3 separate regions of the Sus scrofa genome follow, and all the other regions are linked to region 1. A link is a contact called in public HiChIP or PLAC-seq data. All regions are on one chromosome and are shown on one strand. The core of a region is the stretch at or near the end of the contact, and the rest is flanking DNA. Distances in the headings are between cores, read along the strand shown.

Evidence for each region. HiChIP or PLAC-seq counts read pairs in DNA pulled down with a chosen protein or histone mark.
Region 2: a contact with region 1 is called in an H3K27ac HiChIP or PLAC-seq map of alveolar macrophages. The contact joins two enhancer-like sites. A contact is called at or near these places in 1 of 47 Hi-C or Micro-C datasets (epiblast stem cells) and 1 of 2 datasets of contacts at active chromatin or transcription factors (alveolar macrophages).
Region 3: a contact with region 1 is called in an H3K27ac HiChIP or PLAC-seq map of alveolar macrophages. The contact joins two enhancer-like sites. A contact is called at or near these places in 1 of 47 Hi-C or Micro-C datasets (epiblast stem cells) and 1 of 2 datasets of contacts at active chromatin or transcription factors (alveolar macrophages).

Annotation. Positions count from the first base shown.
Region 1 is chr15:7,315,095-7,318,112 of Sscrofa11.1, forward strand. No RefSeq gene overlaps it. Among named protein-coding and RNA genes, the nearest start is that of ZEB2, 180 kb to the right of the region's middle. Within about 2 kb of position 1,512, at least 5 of the 83 cell types and tissues checked have an H3K27ac peak or open chromatin away from gene starts, as enhancers often do. A contact at or near this core is called in alveolar macrophages, where this site is marked.
Region 2 is chr15:7,695,396-7,698,413 of Sscrofa11.1, forward strand. It overlaps a transcript of GTDC1 not described here. Among named protein-coding and RNA genes, the nearest start is that of GTDC1, 32 kb to the right of the region's middle. Within about 2 kb of position 1,401, at least 3 of the 83 cell types and tissues checked have an H3K27ac peak or open chromatin away from gene starts, as enhancers often do. A contact at or near this core is called in alveolar macrophages, where this site is marked.
Region 3 is chr15:7,671,494-7,674,511 of Sscrofa11.1, forward strand. No RefSeq gene overlaps it. Among named protein-coding and RNA genes, the nearest start is that of GTDC1, 56 kb to the right of the region's middle. Within about 2 kb of position 1,503, at least 6 of the 83 cell types and tissues checked have an H3K27ac peak or open chromatin away from gene starts, as enhancers often do. A contact at or near this core is called in alveolar macrophages, where this site is marked.

The DNA of each region.
Region 1 (3,018 bases), core at 262-2,761:
ATGAATGTATGTGTATGCATAACTGATTCACTTTGCTGTATACCCCAAACTAACACAACTTTGTAAGTCACCTCTCTTCCAATAAAATTTTAAAGAAGGAATGCCTATCATTGCTCACATGAGGATGGTAGTTGCATGATTCATGACTTCAGTCTCTTTTTTTGTTTGAAACTCTGACTCCATTCATCACGAAATTTACAAGTGAACTTGCAAACTGAATAAAACAGAAAACTACATAATGCCTTAATAATGGAATGATTTTTGGCATGCACTAGTTGTCTCTTCTCCATGGGTTCTGCTGGTCCCCCTCATCATTACCACCAGTAAAACACTAAACCACCACATTTTCTGTCTGACATCAAATCTATGATATCCTTCCTACATCATAATACTCAAATCAAACTGGTTTCCAAAAGGGATGTCTCCAGGCTGTGCCAGTCATCCAGGATCTTTCTGGTCAGGATCCTGAGACTCTGATTTAGCCTTGTGCTCTCCGAGCATGCAAAAATACAGCCATAGAGAGCTGAGCCATGCTTCTCCATGTGGGCTGAAGTTTCCAGGTGGCCCGTGTGTGTTATGATTATGCCTGGCCTCAAATAAAAGCAAATTGACAATCCCTCACCTCCCTCAAGACAGTGCCAATTTTTAAATAAAATGTCTAGTGGTGATTTATTGCCAGTGCAAACTGCCAGACTGGCAGCCCCATTTACCTACTAAGCAGGCAAATCAGTAAAAGCTATGTCAACCTTGCCCAGTTTCCCCAAGTATGTTCTAGAAGGCATTCCAAATTTCATGTGTATTCTGTTACTAGATTTCTTGTTTGTGTGCATTAGAAAACAAAATACCTAGCTGACCTGACTGACTTCAGAGAGTCATCATTCTTCCCTTGAGAGTATCCTGGGATCATCCAAGCTTATTTTCCATAGATCACACACCCTTACATTTAGATAAGAATTGTTGACCCTTAATCACCTGGCTAGAATATCAAATGGGGCTGCACAACTGAAAGAATTTCTTTCCTGCTTCTAATATCATCTCAAGGGCATGTTTCCTACCACTTCCCCAAGGACCCAACACCTGCCCTGGAGATTCTCAAGAGATATCCCTCACTTATTCCTCTCCAGCTTATAAATAACAGCACCTGTGGGGCTAAGTATAATTTTTTAAATGCTGAGCTAGGGGTGTTTTTTGGGGTTTTTTGTTGTTGTTTGTTTGTTTGTTTGTTTGGCTCTGTCCATCCCTATTATCCCATATTAAACGGATCTCTATTTTTGCCAGAATAACATGCTTGAGATTTTTACATTTCTCTTGTCAAAAGCCCTTCTTTCTATTTGAATAGGAATAGCAGTGCAAAGAAGACTGGGCTACATATAACTTATTTTAAAAGAGAAGGGGGAAAAAAAAAAAAAAAAACAGAGCCATCAATTCCTATTTCTTTAAGGTTACAGACAGCCTACTCTGACGAATGAAACCTCACCCAGTCTTACTTAAGCTGCCCAGAGTGACTAGTTATCAAGCCAATGAGAAGAAATCATTTATGTCTCTTCTTGATGCCTCCGTGTCATTGTACACGAAGTGCAGAGCCGTCTATATTTCATCAACCACTTTCTTCATGTATTATTTAATAAAATGTTTAGAGCATGCCTAATTACAAACATTTATTATAGAATCCAACCCTGGAAATGTGTGAGAATGTGCTAAATTGTTTCCTACCTAAAGTTTTAATGAGAGTATAATACCTCCGGCCCATATGCTTCAAGAACGTTATCCTTAATTATGTAACATGGGTATTTTACTGATATCTGTTAACTGCTCGAGCAGCTGTGGTTTTCTGCTTTTTTGCACAGCTCGGGAGGAGCAGTGAGTTCAGTTTCCCCTTTTTGGGGGGTTGCAAAATCCATACCCCAAACAGGTGTGTGCAATCACGAACCGCAGTGATGAACCCAAACTGTTGCCTTTCTAAAAATTCCACCAGCCGGTGACACATGCCAGTCAAGGTTGCACAACCTTGTTTTCCACCGGTTATTTTGATGATTCATTCCCCCATGGGGAGGTGAATTTCAGCTATTGTTCCTTAGCTCCTGTTTCTGATAACTAGAGGAATCACTTCCTCATTTTGATGATTTCTCTCTCTCTCTTTCCCTCTCTTGGTCATGCTCTTGCTGCCTCCTTGTTTCTTTTTTAAATTGAATTTAGATCCTTGGGAAGGTGCTGCCTGAAATGGCTATTCTCTTCTTCACAGACAAGGACTAGGAGAGGTGAAGCTAAAAGAAACACATTCACCTTAAGGAGAACTCTTCAAGTTGTGATTTTATTGCAATGAATTTACCTGGATGATATGTAACTATAAATCAACCATTCATTAAAAATAGAACAGCTCATAGCAATAAGTTAATATTGTCTGCTTTCAAATAATGACCTTGGAAAACTGTACATTGCTTCTATCGATTGCTTAAGACATGACTGTGGAATTGCAATAAAAACATCTCTCATATCGCTTTGAATTTCAAATGTGGCAAATCGTCCTCTTTAAAAGGTGGGTTTGATCTCTCCAAATATCCGAAGTTTATCCAGAGACAAGTCTAGTGGTAAATTGGTCAAGTCCTTTTTTTAATAAAAATAATTTTGATCATTAAATAATAAAATTAACTCTTTGTGAGGAATAAAAAATGAATCTAAAAATAATTTCAAAAAAGGAGATACAAAACATTTTGAATAGTAACAAATATCACTGAATTAAATGTAGTCTCCCTAACATGACTTCTCTGTAAATATTATATGCTTGCTAAAATTATACAATATTATTTCATCTTCACATCTTGGTTTTTCTAGGAGCAACTCAAATAATTTATTTTTTTTCTTCTTAAATGACAACAAAAAAAAATGCAATAAGAATACTCCATAGAAATTTTATTTTTAATTAATGATGTCTGCACAGACATGAGAGCACATCAACCCATTTCACACTGCTCTAAAGGTGTGGATTTTCTCGTCCAAGAAAGTGGTATGTCATAATGG
Region 2 (3,018 bases), core at 151-2,650, 380 kb after region 1:
CACAGCTAACCTGTGAACTCCTACTTGTCAAGTTTTGGTGTAGTAACAAAGAAGAACATTCATAGTTATCTGAATATGTTATTAGTATTAATGTGTACTTCCTTTTTTCTCACTACATATTTGTCTGGGGCTATTTTTTAAAAATATAGTTCAGTCAAAACAGTGTATCACAGTGGGCTGTGTGTAGAAGCAGATAAGAGAATCTAGCTGTCTTCTGTTAAGTTAGACATGAACGAAATTTGCAAAAGTTATGAACGGTATCATTTTTATCACTAAGCTTTTTTGTGTAAGAAATAATTTTTCATAAATTATTTACTGTATTAAATGTCATGAAAATATAAAGTGAATCAATATTTAAAATTTTCTCATTAATTCCTAATGTGGTTAATATTGATAATTATAACTCATATTGACAAAAACTCTTGAGAGTCCTCAATTTTAAGAACACAAAGGAGTCCTGATACTAGGAAGTTTGAGAACTGTTTCTTTAAGATGAATAAAGTTCTCAAGTTTTAATCTTTTGACTATTTCTTTGGAATATGGACAACATCTCTTTAGTTTCTTTTCCTGGTTGTAAGGGTATGTCACAGGAGTTCTCCGTCATTTCCCATGCAGGCAAAGGTGTTTTTATAAAGATTTTCATTTTTATTTAAGATTGACGCTACCTACTTATATGGTTGCCTTGAAGAATTGAGATTGTGGTCAGTGGTCATTCCAGTCAGTGTATTCATTATTGATACCACTCTTTTGGTTGTGAGCTATTCATGCAGTTTTAAGACCTGTTCACCATAGCAAGCTACTTCAGGGTTGTAGTGAAGTTCATTTTGCTGAAAATAAACTGCTATTTTCTCTGAAGTCTTTATACTACGCTAATCTGTCTACTGTAAAGTCTTCCTGACATTTCATAGCTATTTTCTAGAAAATCCACAACTTATGAGTGAGTTTGTGAATTAGTCATTTTTGCAACAATATAATATGAATTACAGATGGGTTCTATAGTGCCATTAATAGTATAGGAATAGCCTTGTTGTGGACTATTAACAGCTTTCTGTGGGGAATTATATTCTGAATTATACTCTTAGAAGTCTAGCCAGATATATTACCCCATTGCAGTGCAACAGTGGCAAGAAACCCCCTTTTCCCGCTTACAATAGAAATGAATGTTAAAGCTTGACTAGAAGCAAGAGAGACATTGTGAAGCAATGTTCTGGAGGTGCAGTATCCTAGGCACCTAGGATAACCTAAGTGGGTAGAAGGGGCAACAGTCTCAGATGAAGCAGTTATGGTGGAGGGAAAAAGGAGAAGGGATGTTTTGGATGCTGCTTGGGGGTGATATATTCCCTTTTACAGCAGTTGCTAAAAAATAAGAAGTGGTTAGTCCTAGGTTGGGAAATCCATTTATAGAGTTTTGTTGTGTTGTGCTCCTCTGTTTGGTTATTGCATGAACTGAGCTCAAGAAATAGAAGGCAATTGCAGAGGTTGAACTTATGGATTTATAGGCCAAAGGTTTTAATGTAAAAGGCAGTTGATGAACTTCAGAGGTATTTATGATCAGAAAGAGTAGTGGAAGCCAGGAGAGTGGTGGAACATGCAAGCTATTCACAGGGACCCCAAACAGATTCATGTTGTAGAGTGATTGTTAGGGCAGGCATAGAACTGATAATCAGCTGGCACAGTTCAGTCAAGGAGTGCTGTGACTCATCCTGCTGCCCTAGGGTCTCTAATAGGAAATATAGACTTTTAAGAGAGGTGTCCCACAGGAAGCCTGTTATGGAGAATGGTGGATATAAAGCAGAAATCCAGAACCAGAAGAACTTGGGGACTCAGAGAAGACCAGCTTTGGAGAACTAGAATTTAACTTGAGGTTGAGCTTGTTTTCTTCCTTCTCAAGAGCATTGTTGACCCTTTGGATTGAGGCAAGGCTGAGCTAAAGTGGAAAGCAAAGTGACTATAGTTAGCTGTCTACACTGAAGTGACACACCTGCCTGAGAAATATTTGTTAAACCAACTGATGAAAGTATGGCAGGGGAACAACTAGGTCGTCACACCCACGTTCTTCATGTAGCAGACACTTGGCATCATATAACCTAACCACTAAATACTCTCTAAGCCAAGGGTGAGCAAACTTTTTTTTTTTAAACAATTTTTAAAGGAAGTTCCTATGTGGTACAGTGGGTTAGGGATCCAACATTGCTGCAGCTGTGGCGCAGGCTGCAAATGTAATGCGGGTTTGATATCTGGCCCGGGAACTTCCAAATGTCACAGTTGCAGCAAAAAAAAAAAAAAAAAAAAAAAAAAAAAAGCACCAGATAGTAAATATTTTAACCTTTATGGGTGGCATGGTCTCTGTTGCACCTACTTAAGTCTGTCATTGTAGTGTGAAAACAGCCATAGAAAAATACATAAATGAATGAGCAGTTATGTTTCAATGAAACTTTATGGAGACTGAAAATTGAATTTCATATAATTTTCACTTGTCATAAAATATTACTCTTTTTATTTTATTTTATTATTTTTGGCTGCACCCATGACATACGGAAGTTCCCAGGCCAGGGATCAAATTCAAGCCACAACTCAACCTATGCCACAGATGAGTGAATGCCAGATTTTTAACCCACTGTGCTGGACCAGGGATTGAATCTGTGCCTCCACAGTGACCTGAGCTGCTGCAGAGACAACACTGGTTCCTAACCCACTATTCCAAAGCAGGAACTCTTGTTAGTCTTTTAAAGAAACTTTTTTTCAGCTATTAATAAATATAAAATCTGTCTTTAGATTGTGGCTATGCAAGAACAGGCTGTGGGCTGAATTTTGGACCGTAGGCTCTAGTTTGCTTTTGTTTTTAGGCAAATAAATGGCAATTAGTTATGATGCAGAAATTTTATTAGCATTAATGAAATAGATGTTTCTTAGGACAATGCTGTTGGTGACACTTCTTGTTTTATAGGTGACACTGATGATAAAAACCCGTTCAAGAATTTAGATGTGACATCTGCAGCAGGTTCAGATCTCTCAGCT
Region 3 (3,018 bases), core at 253-2,752, 360 kb after region 1:
ATGGGAACCTTCACAAAGGAGGTGATTTTAGTGTTGCCTCTGGAGGAGTAATTAATGTTACCTTGTAGACTATGGAGAGTCAGCATGAGAAACTACATAGCCAAGGGACCAGAATTGTAAAAGAGTAAGTCATGTTAGAAAATAAGTATTTTTTTATGGCTGGGCTGAAAGTTTATGCTAGGGGTGGGGGTTAGGAAGCAGAGAATAGACCATAGACATTTGCATTTGTCATGCTAACTATTTGAGATTTTAACTTGTGGCTATTACAGAGATACTGGAAAGGTAAAGATAGAGCAGGGCTTTGACGAATTGGCATCCTGGAAAGATTTCTCTGGAGAAGTGATGGGCATAGATCAGATTGTCTGGAAGTAATCACGTCAGGAGGGCCACTGCAACTGTCCAGAAGAGATCCTAAATTAAGACTGATAATGAAAATCTAGTGGAGAAAAAAAATTAGAAGGTAGATTCCCCTTGACATGTTAACCAACTGAAGTCAAATAAAGAGGGTGTGTATGTGGCATTGGGGAGAGTGAGAAAAAAGGATGAGGATGAGACCCTAAAGAAGGCTTACCTGTAGGGAACAGGGGAGTAGACAGGTAGAAGAAAAACCATTTGCAGAGGGAAAGGAAAAGCTATAGAACTAGGAAAGCATGGTATTGGGAAGTCAATATCATCTCCAACGACTTCTGTATGGAGTTTCAATAGAGTGGAATTATCCACCAACAAAAGTTCATTTTTTTCTTTAGACATATATGTATTTTTTTCACTCTGCAACTAGTAGGGCTTAATACTGATGAAACAAAACCGAGGGCTGCTGTTTTTCTCTGAGCCTCTTCCCAGGCCTCTGCTCCAGCAAGACCAAATTTATCCCCACTGTGGTGCTCTGGCAGGTCAGAAGACTGGAGAGAGAGGTAAGTGAAGGATACAACTAGATGTTTCATGTTGGTCCACTTAGCTCTCATGACAGTGGGACAAAATCCAGGCCCTCTCTGTGCTTGTTGGCAGATGAACAAACTAGAGGGAAGGCCTCTCTGAGGAGGTCTGGGGACTCTAGCAGGGAATAACTGGAATAGGTGGGAGTAAGCTTGCTTGAAGCTCTTGTACGCGGTTACAAAGTGGGACTGTGACGCTCATGAGGTGAAACTCTTGGTCTAAGCTCTCAGATCTAATGTGAGAGTTTCAGCTTTATCATTTTCTTTGTCTCTCTAGGCCTTTGCCTTAGCAAATGATTCTTATTAAAAACTGAGTATCTAAATTCTCACTTGGAAATTGAAATGATAAGTAAACAACTTCCTATTATCTTCAGCCTGCTTCACTTGAATTTGCCTACCAAGCATTCATTCTCTCTTCTGGTATCAACACCTGACTTTTCTTTGGGAAACCACCTCTGCCTCATTGCATATCGGTTGGTGAGACTGCTAGTTTTAAGAAATCCTGCTGTGCCCTAGCCGAGGAGTAAGCACATGGCGTAAGCACTAAGACTCTGAGCAAATCAGAGTGAGACAGAGGTGGAAAACATGTGGAGCTGACTCATCACAATGGCAGTGCTTTCATGAGACTGTTCACAAGGTTCTGCTCCAAGGAACTTTCTTCTCTAGAGTATCTGATTCTTATTCTTTTCTTTTTCAGGCTAAGATTTAAACCTTTCCTCCCAGTCATTTACTTTATAATTGGCTTTATTTGGACAAATTTGGTTTTCTGTATTTTTTAATTGGCTTTATTTGGACAAATTTGGTTTTCTGTATTTGCAAACAAAGGATTGCAGGAAAAACATTCTAGAAATTACCTAGTAGATTACTCAATGTAGTTATAGCTAGATTATGGGTTCATTTTATTTTTTGTTAATAAATTACAGGCTTTTTTTTTTTTTTCTTTTTAGGGCTTTTTAGGGCATATGAAAGTTCCCAGGCTAGGGGTTGAATCAGAGCTACAGCTGCCAGCCTACACCACAGCCACACCAATATGGATCCCAGCTGCATCTGCGACCTGCACTACAGCTCACAAATATGCAAGATCCTTAACCCACTGAATGAGGCTAGGGATTGAACCCACATCCTCAAGGATACTAGTCGGGCTCATTACCGCTGAGCCACCTCCTAAATTACAGTATTTTTACATGCTACAAAACTTTGGAATTTGAGCAAAACACTAATCTAATTTTCTTGTATCATGCCAACTGCAATGCAGAATTCAGAAATAGTGTAAGATTCTAAATAACACACCATGCCCAGAGAGAGGCATAGGCAGGGGCCCAGGGTATGCTAAAAATAACCTAATCCAAGTATAGGATTTCTTTTGCTAATTGAGGAGATGCCTATAAAGGATAAAAGAGTAAAGTAAAGATAAAAAGCAAATAAGAAAATGCTAATAGCTAACATATAGTTGACTTAAGGGATGTGAGAATAGATATTTTAAACAAACTTAGGTGTGATGATTGTGTTATAATTATGTAAGAAAATATTCTTTTTATTTTTTGAGATACACTGTTTTATTTAAAAGTGAAATAACATGACATCAGGAATTTCTTTAAAAGTCTTTCAGCAATAGAAACAATATCATGGAGTTCCCGTCGTGGCTCAGCTGTAACAGACCCCACTAGGATCCATGAGGAGCAGGTTCAATCCCTGGGCTTGCTCGGTGGGTTAAGGATCTAGCAATGCCGTGAGCTGTGGTGTAGGTTGCAGACGTGGTGCGGATCCGAGTTACTGTGGCTGTGGTGTAAGCCTGCAGCTGTAGCTCTGACTGACCCCTAGCCTGGGAACTTCCATATGCCATGGGTGTGGCCCTAAAAACAAAAAGAAAAAAAAAAGGGAAAAAAAAAGAAACAATATCAGAGAAATCATAATAACTGAAAGAAAAAGGGTAGCAAACATGTTGATGACTCATAGGGGTCCCGTATAGTAGTGACATTCTCTACTTTTGTGTATGGGAATTCGCCAAATAAAAAAGTTTAAAATATTGAGGGATTAAGAGGTGCAAACTTCTAGCTATAAAATAACCAAATCATGAGGATGTAAT